Linked DNA regions of Zea mays: region 1 is linked to region 2. A link is a contact called in public Hi-C data. All regions are on one chromosome and are shown on one strand. Each heading gives the region's core, a stretch centred on a gene start, on an enhancer-like site or on the middle of the called end of the contact. The rest is flanking DNA. Distances are from core to core; before and after follow the strand shown. Region 1 has its middle 49 kb from the start of LOC111589797. Region 2 holds the start of LOC100191697.

Region 1 (6,357 bases), core at 3,327-5,826, 79 kb before region 2:
AGAGGTCAATGCCTTCTCGTGTGGATTTGCATTCAAGGATCAAGGACGAAATTCACCGGCTATTAGAACCTAACTTTATTAGACCTTGCAAGTACGCCGATTGAGTCTCGAATGGTATGCTGGTGGAGAAGAAATACCCCAACAAGCTTAGAATATATGTATTGATTTTCGCAATCTAAATAGAACAACCCATAAAGATAAGTATCATATGCCTGTATACGACATATTAATTAATAATGCATCTGGAAATAGAATTATTAGCTTTTTTGATGATGGCAACGTATCCGGTGGAAACTCAACAACCGGTGCAACTATGCAAACTTGAAATAGGAAGCGTCCAATTGATATCTAGCGGTCATTTATGATGGTAGTGTTTTTTTACAATAAGCCGCCCGCCAATACAGAAATAATAGGAAAATATACCTCCGTATCTGCCCTGCCCTGCATCGTATTGATCTGTTTGTCTAACTTCCTCGTTTCATGCCGCCGACCAGCCCTGCATCCCGTTCGTCTACCGCCCAGTCCTGGATCGCCATGGCTAATGAGCCCTTGCTGCAGTCGTGTGTCAGCATTGCACCTGAAGTTGTCCACGTACAGGTAGACCTCTCTCGCTCTATATTTCTTATTCTACCTTGTCGCGTCTGTGGCCATGCCTCAACGCTATGTCTCATGATGTCTTGTTGGTGAAGGCCTCCGACCTCGATGTTGACGCTGCCCTATCCGTTGTTCCTATTGCAACTTGTGCCACCGATGTCCACATGCCGCTGCCAGTATCCCCTAATTACAAGTCAACTTTACCACCCAGTGTAAGTCTCCACATAATCAACCAAAGAGAACATATGTATTGTATTTTGATTTACGATCAATAATTCCATTTAATGTTATTATAGTGCTCATCGTCTGTACCTGAGTGTCAAGAAAGTATAAAACCTGTGGTGGGAATGTCATTTGATAGCGTTGATGATGTAGAGAAATTTTACAAATCATACGCACATGAGTCTGGATTCTCTGTTCGTATTGGGCAGCATAAGAAGCAACACGAGGAAATATTAATGAAGCGATACTATTGCTCAAGGGAAGGTTACAGAAAGGTGAAAGACGGAACAGTTATTGCTCAATCCAAAAAAAAAGAGAAAGACGCATAATGTAATGGAAACTAGGTGTGGTTGTGACGCACACATTGTTGTCAAATTTGATACCGACAGAAAGTATCGAATTTCTTCTATTGTTGAGGAACACAACCATGGTCTTGTCTCTCCAAATAAGAGGCATTTGCTCAGATCCAACTGCCATGTTAATGAGAGGGTGAAGAGTACTTTATTTAATTGTCACAAAGCTAGCATTGGCACCTCACAAGCATATAGACTTCTTCATGTCAGTGAGGGAGGTTTTCAGAATGTTGGGTGTACGCTAAGGGATTTGAAAAACTATTATCGTGACCTTAGATCAAAAATCAAAGATGCAGATGCCCAGATGTTTGTGGCTCAACTTGAGCGAAAGAAGGAAGTCAATTATGCTTTTTTTATGAATTTGAGGTGGATGAACAAGGAAGGTTGATACGTGTGTTTTGGGCTGATGCAACGAGCAGGAAAAATTATAAACTTTTTGGGGATGTGGTCTCTCTCGATTCAACTTATACCACTAATCAATATAACATGATCTTTGTGCCATTCACGGGAGTCAATCATCACTTGCAAAGTGTTTTTCTAGGAGCAGCATTCCTGTCTAATGAAAAGATCGAATCATATGTATGGCTATTCAAGACCTTTCTTAAAGCCATGGGTGGAGCAACACCTCAATTAATTATAACTGATGAAGATGCGAGTATGAAGGCTGCTATTGGTATGATTTTACCAGAAACAACTCATAGACTTTGCATGTGGCATATCATGGACAAGATACCTGAGAAGGTCGGACCATCTATAAGAGAGGATGAAGAGTTCTGGAAAAGACTGAACTCATGTGTTTGGGGATCCGAAACTACTGAGGATTTTGTGACTCAGTGGACTTCTATCATCACTGATTTTCAACTCACTGAAAATGAATGGTTCTCCACAAGGTTTTTGATTCGTGAATCGTGGATTCCGGCATACTTTATGGACATACCTCTAGCAGGAATCCTCAGGACTACATCACGCTCAGAGAGTGCAAATTCATTTTTTAATCGCTTCATTCATCGAAAACTGTCCTTTGTTGAGTTTTGGCTAAGGTTTGACACAGCTTTGGAGTGTCAGCGCCAAGAGGAATTAAAAGCTGATAATAAAACACTACATACTACTCCTAAATTAGCAACTCCCTGGTTCATGGAAAAGCAATGCAGTTTGATATATACTAATGCAGTTTTTGAAAAATTTCAATCCCAAGTGGCAGTTGCTAGAGACCAATGTTTTGTTCAAAACATTACAGAAAATGAAGAGACAAAAATTGTCACCATAAGTAGCTTTTCTGGAAAAGATCGAGTGGTCTATTTGAACAAGTCAAACATGTTTAGTAAGTGCTCATGTAAATTATTTGAGTCATATGGCATTCCATGCTGTCATATAATTCAAGTGATCCGCACTGAGAAGCTAAATGATATACCTTTGGTTTATATCATGAAAAGATGGGAGAAAAGGTGTACCAGGTATGTATTGTAACTATTGTTTATATATATATATTTATTTATTTATTGATGTTTCAGATTGTTTTTTAATCAAAACTTTAATTTGTAGGGAACAATTCTTTGACGAAGAGGGTAACCTACTAGATAAAAAACCTGAACATCGTATGGAGGTGGTAATGAGGAAAAAGATCTCAGATGTACGCAATAAGTTTGAAAATCTTATCCAAATGGCCAAGCAATCTGAACCAGGCATTGAATTTTTATTTTCTAGTTTATCCAACATACAAGATCCTCTCCAGAAGATTGTCCCAACTACAACCATTACTAAACAGGATGAATATGAAGCTTTCATTGGTACTAAAATTCCAAATGAAGTTGAAATACATCCGCCAAATGATATCAAGTCGAAGGGGAGATGCAAAAGAATAAAAAAGAGCAAGGAGATCAATGGGAGAACTAAACGTGTGTGTGGGAACTGTAAGAAAAAAGGTGAACATGATGCACGCAACTGCCCAAACAAAGTTACTCATCAGGATTAGGAGGCAGACAACGGCGGCGGCTTGGCGAGGAGGATCTTGGGCGGTGGCTGGGGAGTTGGGTGCTGATGGTGGTTGCAGGAGGAGAAGGAACCCCGGTCATCGGCGTCGTCGAGGTGCGGCAGTCATCGCGTCTCGGCCGCGGGCGTGGGGAGTTGCGCCTCCATCCAGTAGCATCCGCACCAACAGGACAGGTTATGATTAGTGATAGGCCTATTTGTAAACAAAGTTGATGCTAGGGTGGTATAGTGTAAAACTTTTCCTACCTTTTGCTCTAGCCATTAGATGGAACATTGAAGCTTCCTATTTCAAGTTTACATGGTTGCACCGGTTGTTGAGTTTCCACCTGATACGTTGCCTTTGATGATAATGCCGGATATAATCAAATCTTTATGGACGAGAAAGATACATCTAAACGACCTTTAATTTAAATGTTCATACTTTATTGTGCTTTTTAGGAAATTATCACTTTCTACATCTTAAATTCTATGAACTCTTTTATCTCCATCCGCATGTAATCTCCACGGTACTTAGATTCTAAGCACAACCAAAATCTCCTCATAAGTAATAACCAGATTCTCATAAAATCTCATAAAAAAAGTGAACCAAACATGCCCATCGAGTCATATGGACAGTTTGAATCGTACCAACTTGGCAACTTGCAACGAGGTCGGTGCCCGCCGGATGCTCATCCCCGATCACGAAACTGTTCCGCCACCGTCACGTTCACGCCATTGGGTAGCTTGCACAGTTGCAGCGCATGTCATCACCTGACGAGCACGAGGCGCGCGAAAAGGTCTATTTCGGAGCGAAACTGTATATGGCCTGCGCCGCGACCGGGACGGCCGGCCGGCGCCCGCTGGAACACGCGGACGGCGACGCTGAGGCCCATCCGGCGGTCCTCCAGGCGCCGACATGGGGCCCGGGCTGCCGCCGTCGCGAAGCTTGACGCAATCCCCGCGGCTTGGTCGGTGGACCGTAGCGCGGCCGTGGCCACTCCTCTGTCCTCTCCGGCCGGGCGCGGCTTCAAGTTGCACTGCGGACGGATCGGATAGCTCTGGGGGGCAAGATGGCGGACCGGCGGATCGGCCGGGTTGATCCCGGCGGGTGCGCGCGCGTCAGCGTGACATGAGGTCGTGCTCCGGCTGATTGTGACGTCGTCTGGTGTTGTCGCGGTCGTTCATGTGGCCGCGCGCGGGGCTGGCTGGCCGACCTGACGCCGAGGCGCGCGGGACACCCACCAGTTGCCATGGCGATCACACGGCCTCCACCGGCACACTTACGCCGCTGAGGTGTGGCCAGGAGGCCTTGCCGCCGTCCCGTGGGCCCCAATGGATTCCGAGAGATCGACGGCGGCCGGTTCTAGAGCAACCTCTCAAGCGGCCTCCGACCGAGCGAATCCCTGCGACAGCGACGTCGATCGGGAGCGACTGGTGGAACACGAACACCACCCTGGTGTGCTGGCCGAGTTACTGTTGGCTACATGGCGCGCGCACGCGGGCTGCATGCATGGGAGGGCACTTCTTCCAGCTAAGGGCCAACACGGCCTGAAAGGGTCACGTCGAGGTCGGTCACGCCGATCAGCGCACGTAAATATCATGTCATCTCATCTCACACCCGTGTCCATGCATGCCGCGGCGCGGTCGAATACTCGAATCTCAGGTGCTGTGCACTGAGCTTTCTGGAGAAAGTAGTTACTGTACCCGATCAGTCTATATATATTGTATTCTCTTGATCGATGCTGGGGCGGAGTAGATTATTCAGTCAGTTACGTTAATTTGTAACAATGCGAGATCATAAGCACGCAGAACGAGAGCGATCATCATCGTATCAAAGCCGACCAAGCTCGAGCGTACTAGCTAGTTTACTGTCGGCTATTTACAATGGCAGTTTTATGATGGTTTCATGTATATTTAATAGTATGTCATATCACTATTTTAGATGATATGACATAATATTTAAGATAAATAAGTTTTATGGGATGAAATTGGTTTCATAGGGATGAAATCATATGAACCCGTTACAAGGCCATGGAAATCGTGTGAAATCTCTATTGAGAGTGATTTGTTTCATCTTCACATATTTTACTAATTTTTATTGGATGTTTAGTTGTAACATTTAATTGGTATGTTAGTCTATAAAATAGTGAAGTAAAATTTTGTATTTAGAGATATTGTTTCGTTCTTAGTTTCATGACACTCTTGATGATATGGCAATGTTGAAAAGAGTGTTATAAAATAGCCACTGTCATTAGCCTAATCATCGAAAGCATTGGTACATAGGTAGTGTAAGAGACTAAAACTTGATCCACGGAAATGGCGAGGCTGGATTCTGAATAGAAGAACTCGACTTGCGGACTAAGACAGCCTTCAAATATTCCGTGTAAGATATATAGAAGATAATCTTCTCAGGTAGATAGCATAGTCTGGATTTCTATTCAACACGTGTGGTTTGAGATCAAAGTAGGATAAGATAGAGTCGTCTCTGATTCGGAGCATGGACATCTCTAAGAGTCACCACTTTTTTAGTAGAGGGACAAACTTGGATGGTCCCATTTTTTGTTTGGATGGCGGTCACCTATCACTGCTCGAGGGACGGGGGCAGCCATCCTAGTTTTCGGGACCGCGACAGGGGCAGGGGGCGACACCATCCGTTCGATTTTTAGAATCACGCCGCTTCCGAAAATTGCTCTAGTGTTCATTTCACTCCCGCGTGATCTTCATCCAAACACCATATAAAATGTGGCCGCCTCCTTTCATCTCCTTTTATACATCCAACCAAACACGTATACAACGGCACCTTTAAAATTGTACATGCGCTGAAAAACTTAATTCTATCGTTCGCTCTTACATCGAGTCAAATTAGGGACCTCCTAAAGCAACTAACTCGGCTAGACACATGCGTAAAAACCTTTTGATATAATGGGAGAAATATGGATTTTTTCACATGTTTCCTACAAAATTTAGAGTTCGAATAAGTTACGGGCAAGATCCCTGACTATTGTTTTGGAAGATTGTCTCACCTATATATAGCTTTTGCCTTTCGGGGATTAAAGCTTACAAGCCACTAGTAAAAAACATTTCTAAGTTTAAGGTGGGGTTTTCTTTTTACTGGCGGTTTTCTGTGCGAGTTCATGTGAGACAACGGAAGATATATCACGAACGGACGCTATATCACGAACTCTAGATTGATATTATTAGTAATAGTCATGTATGTATT
Region 2 (5,870 bases), core at 3,144-5,643:
TGCGTGCACATCACTGACGACGCGAGCTGTTCACGGCAACGGATCGGACCGCGCGAGGAGGCAACCGGGCAGTTCCCGGCCGTGCGGGAGGCGCGGGTGCCGATGCCGAGAACCGTCTGGAAGCAAGCTGCAAGCCCGTCTGACCTGGCCGCGACGTCGACGCACACCATGTTCGCCCGGCCCGGCGGGCCCCTCGCCTCGGCTCGAACTCTCGGGAGCCTCCACCTGGCCGCCCCGCTGATGACCCTGCCGCCGGGGCTTTCCGCTCGTCCTCATGATTGGCGGCCCCCGCTTGACGGAGACCACACGACAGCCCCAGCTGGCGCCCCGCGGGCACCGGCGAGGTCGCTGCGCATGCATGCACGGCTCGCGATCTCGTGTCACCTCCCGCTTGGCCGGCCGGCCGGGCGTCGTCCTGGCGCCGAGGACGGCCCGCGTGGGTGGGTGTGGGTGTGCGGCTCGGCCAAGGGCCCGGGATGTCGTCGCCTCGTCTCGTCGGTGCGACCTAGCTTGTCAAATACTAATCGGATAAATGCTGTGTACAACTGCAATTTGTTTGCTTAATTTTTGCATTGGTCAGCAGAGATAAGATATGGAATTTTGTATAGGGCAGAATTCCACCATACATACATGAGTGTTACATACATCGTCCCTTTGTACAGGGGCTAGGATTTGATCCCAATCCATTTGATATCATATACATACTCTTGTTAGGTAAGTCTCTATTAGGTCGTCGTCATAGTCGACTCTAGTCTAGATTATAACATGGCATGTCATACTGCTCCAAGAATACAACTCAGCCCTTGAGTACCATCCCTATTCTAGTCAAAATCTTTATACCCATGACTGGACTTATATGCCATTGTATGATAAACATATTGTGGAAATAGGTGTGGTGAAAACAAAATTAGTTCAAGCATTGACCTTGTATGTGTGAAACTGAAAACTTAATGGTCTTTGTGCAATTTTCTCTTCTCCTTTCTCAAGTATGCATGGTTTTTTTATTTTGATTTAGGAGCACAAAAAACACAACTCCTCAAGTACGGTGCATGAGCTTTTTAATGTATATGTAACAACTTCACTATAATCCAGTGTCCAATGCCACCACACAGTGACACTTACCTCTTAGCATAAGCACTGTCACTGTACCTCTTATTAGCATAAGCACTAATTTAACTTCATTACGGTTAGCATGTAAGGATATTTTCTTCAGAGTTTGGACGACAGCTATGTGCTCACTCATTTTCTATCACAAGCTAGGCATTTTTCCTTCAGTTAGGACAAGCCTTTGATCAACGATTGCTCTATAGTATTTCATTTGTATGGTACAAAACAAAACTATATCAAATGAGTACTTTGAAATATGAATCTAAAACACGATTCTCCAAAATGATTTTGTAGGTATATATCTCAACACGTTCGTCTATGGTGTTCAGCATAAACAACGACATATGTGCGACTAGTGGTAGCTCTCAAGCAATTCATTATTTATTTTTTTCGTGCATCTTTAACTATATATCAACCTCTGCAAAAAGAAGAAGAAAGTGATCTAAGTGAATTTTCAAATCTAACAGAACTTAAGTATGCCAGTATGGTTTTTATTTTTGACTAAGGAGCACGAAAAAAACATGACTACAATTCGGCGTCCAATATGAACTTTTTATTCACTAGACAGCAATATGATCTGCGTGCATATAATATCTTCACTAGAATTCATTTTCCAATGGTACTAAACAGTGATATGTCACTGACATGACATCTTAGCATAAGCTCTAATTCATCTTCTGCGTTGATAGATAGCAACTAAGGATATTTAATTTGCTTCAAAGTTTTGTATGACTAGCTACGTACTCCGGCCCATCTTTTCTAGAAGCAAGGCGTTTTTCTAGTGTTTCATTATACGATATAAAATTGTAATCATAAGTGAGTACTCTAGAGTATCAATCTAATAACAGAGTTTTTAATTTAATTTAGAAGTTATATCTCTCAGCAAGTTCAACGCAGTTCAACAACCAACATATAGATGGCCAACAGTGGCGTTTTGCTAGAATTTTTAGTGAGGTGTATCATAAGAATTTCATAAATACTTTAGTATAATTTATAATAATTTGGTATACAATTCAAAATATAAAGATAAGAATAGCATATGGCAATATAGGTTTAGCATTTAAGTCCATAAGCGTGCACATTACAATAAGCGCGTATATTAGAATGCAAATATAATATAAAATGTCTAAACATGCATTGTTTGAAGAAAAAATGTCTAAACATCAAACACAAAATACACTGGTATTAGGTTTTTTTCGAGGCATCGATTGACTGATGGTCTGGTGGGCGCTTAGGGTATGTCATGGCCTACCTGGACCACCCATTATTAGATATGCTCCTGATGGCCAAACGGACCGCACGCCACGACACTGGTATTAGCACTAATAGGCATTACACTATTATGCACTATTAATAACCGTGTCATATCGTGCCAGTAGTGCCTAGTCATCGGCCTAGACACGATACTATATGGCACTAACATCTAGTATTACCCGTACTAGTCCAGACACTATTTCACTCTAAGAGCTCAAAAGATTATAACATCTTTATAATTACAAAAATAATTTTAAAACATGAATAATCATAATAGTATAGAGTGGATTTATTATATTTAAAACCATAATAAACCATAATTCACAATCACATATCTTTAGATTACCACTTGGATTAAAAGTATCTAATCGTGTCGACCACTTAATCATGTCGTGCTCGTGCCAACACGATGTGTTGGGATGGCGGCCTAGATATGGCAAGGGCACTATATGAATCGTGCTTGTGTGTGCGGAAGTGCTACGAGTCGTGTCGTGCTCGTGCTTAGTAACGACTCATTTAGCATTGTCCACTTGCACACGTATAGTTCAACATAAATAACATTTGCACATGCAACGAGCGATAGCTTTGGAGCAACTCATCATTTCTTATGTTTTGCATCCTTGACTATGAACCTCATGCAAATAAAAGAGAAAAATGACCAATGTGGATTTCCATATAATGTACCGATGGGCAAGTAAATAAAGGTAGTGAGACATGAAATATATTTTTGGTGAGGTTGCAGTCATACTCTATATTCTCTTATTTTTATTGTCAAAATGAATAATATTTCTTTATATATATATATATATATATATATATATATATATATATATATATATATATATATATATATATGCGCGCATAAACATTCTAAAATATAGTGAGATCTAGTAGGGTTCAAGCTCCTCCCCTACCGTCGGCCAGTAGACTACCTATACCATTTTCTATTTCAAACTCTACTCTATAAATAGAGCAATTTACAGTATAAAACAATATTTTGCATGACCATTTACACGACCTTTCAGAGATGATCTAAGGAGATAAAAGATTTGCATGAGCACAAGAAGAGGGAATAGGAGAAGAACGAAGAATATGAGTATTTGGTGTACATAGGTCTGAAGCAAGATGAATGGAGAAGGGTGAATGGAAGCATGCCAGGTGCATATGAGTATTTGGTATACATGATGTATATATATATTAAATTATTGTCATCCAACTTAGAACTATATTGTTCCATTCCTCTCCTTTATTGCATAGAGAAGGATGCGGATGGTCGGGGTGTTATTTATAAAATAAACGGAGCAAAAAACGGTGGGTGATGGACGACCACGATTTAATATTGGCACCATACACACGAAAGGCTTATGTGCATATGAGATGTTCTTATGAAGAAGAGCCCAAGGGTTGCTTCTTATGTCCACCCAATATAATTTTTACATTCATTTTTATGGTCAATATAAAAGAACACCCACAATTTATAAAAAAATAGAAACATAAGGACTATGTGAGAGCACGTGGAAGGTCTAGGTGATTCCAAAATATCCTCTAATGTTTATAAATGTCGTATTTCTAGCTTTTTCCTAAGTCAACTATGCAATTTTCTATCGTGAATTCCTATAAACTCGTATTGTTTAACAACGTCCGAATTATATATTACGAAAATATTTTTTGAGTAACTCAAACGTAAATCTTATATAATGGTGAATTTTACAAATTCCGACAAAATTGATAGTCCGTATTGGACAAAACTAAATCAACAATCTATTAGAAAGAAATGGAGCGAGTATTAGAAAGCCGTCTGGAACTTATCCTCCCGCGTGCAAGTCGATCTTTGACTTTAAGCATGAGATTTGCCACTTGCCAGCAGCGCTCCTTGTATAAATACCACGCAAGGCGCTCGCTCGACCTCCACCATTCGAAAGATCCCTCCAGGAAAGATTTTTCTTCCCTCCTCCGACGCCCCAGCCCACCAACACACTCTATAAAGCAGCCCTCAGTCACACACAGAACGCACAAGCGCAAGCCGGGCAAGAAAACTCCGCAGGCCAGTCTGCGAGTTGGATGGCCTTCTTCTTGGCCCTCGTGTGCATCCTCATCTTGCTAGCCATCGCCTCCTACGTCCAGTACACTCGCTGGCAAAAGGGGAAAGGCCGCTTCGGCGGCCATGGGAGGTCTGCTCCCTTGAAGCTGCCTCCTGGCTCCATGGGCTGGCCTTACCTTGGCGAGACCCTCCAGCTTTACTCCCAGGACCCCAGCTTCTTCTTCGCTTCCAAACAGAAGAGGTTAGTCGCCGTAGGCAACTACTACTACTCATGCGGGCAGCGTGTTCGTCCTTCGTTCTGGATCCGCCCCCTTGTTCACAAGCTGCTAATGATTCGAACGGAACGACCATGCATGCCTTGTGTGCAGGTACGGCGAGATCTTCAAGACGCACCTTCTGGGTTGCCCGTGCGTGATGCTGGCGAGCCCGGAGGCGGCGCGGTTCGTGCTGGTGACGCAGGCGCACCTGTTCAAGCCGACCTACCCGCGGAGCAAGGAGCGCATGATCGGGCCGTCGGCTCTCTTCTTCCACCAGGGCGACTACCACCTCCGCCTCCGCAAGCTCGTCCAGGGCGCGCTCGGCCCCGACGCGCTGCGCGCGCTCGTTCCTGAGGTGGAGGCCGCCGTGCGGTCCACTCTCGCTTCCTGGGACGCCGGCCACGTCAGAAGCACGTTCCACGCCATGAAGACGGTAAGGAATAATAATAATAGTCAAGCATGCATGCGCGGCCAATTATATAATGTTGGAATGAATCGGGTGCTGAGAATTAATACGATTGTTTGCTTCTGTTGTTACGTTTCAGCTGTCGTTTGATGTGGGCATCGTGACGATCTTCGGCGGCCGGCTGGACGAGCGGCGCAAGGCGGAGCTGAGGAAGAATTACTCCGTCGTGGAGAAGGGGTACAACTCCTTCCCCAACAGCCTGCCGGGGACGCTCCATTACAAGGCGATGCAGGTGAGCACACACGCGACACGGCATTTACACAACCCATCCAACGCATTACACGTACGGTACGTCTCGGGCAACGGCAGTACGTACTGCCCTGCCCCTGGCACGCACGCATGCATGTGACGAAATCGCTGGACACCGTACCGTACGTACACCGTAGGCGCGGCGGCGGCTGCACGGCGTGCTGTGCGACATCATGCGGGAGCGTCGTGGCCAGGCCCAGGCGGCGGGCACCGGCCTGCTGGGCTGCCTGATGCGGTCCCGGGGCGACGACGGCGCGCCGCTCCTGAGCGACGAGCAGATCGCCGACAACGTCATCGGCGTGCTGTTCGCGGCGCAGGACACGACGGCCAGCGCGCTCACCTGGATCGTCAAGTACCTCCACGACCACCCCAAGCTGCTCGAGGCCGTCCGGGCGGAGCAGGCGGCGGTCCGCGAGGCCACCGGCGGCGGGAGGCAGCCGCTGGCGTGGGCGCACACGAAGAGCATGGCGCTAACGCATAGGGTACGAGCGTGCGT

Evidence for each region. Hi-C and Micro-C count contacts between places; a contact is called where the count stands out from the background.
Region 1: a Hi-C map of leaf shows a contact between it and region 2, with 5 times the contacts expected there. The contact joins the enhancer-like site here to the promoter of LOC100191697 in region 2. A contact is called at or near these places in 4 of 25 Hi-C or Micro-C datasets (ear, leaf and tassel) and 1 of 3 datasets of contacts at active chromatin or transcription factors (leaf).

The regions. Positions count from the first base shown.
Region 1 is chr7:131,378,485-131,384,841 of Zm-B73-REFERENCE-NAM-5.0, reverse strand. No RefSeq gene overlaps it. Among protein-coding and RNA genes, the nearest start is that of LOC111589797, 49 kb to the left of the region's middle. Within about 2 kb of position 4,576, at least 12 of the 20 cell types and tissues checked have an H3K27ac peak or open chromatin away from gene starts, as enhancers often do. A contact at or near this core is called in ear, leaf and tassel, where this site is marked.
Region 2 is chr7:131,299,555-131,305,424 of Zm-B73-REFERENCE-NAM-5.0, reverse strand. It overlaps LOC100191697, which reads left to right and starts at 4,393. Exons shown (of 8, transcript NM_001137126.1): 1 at 4,393-4,643; 2 at 4,771-5,092; 3 at 5,205-5,357; 4 at 5,512-5,856. The coding sequence starts at 4,423.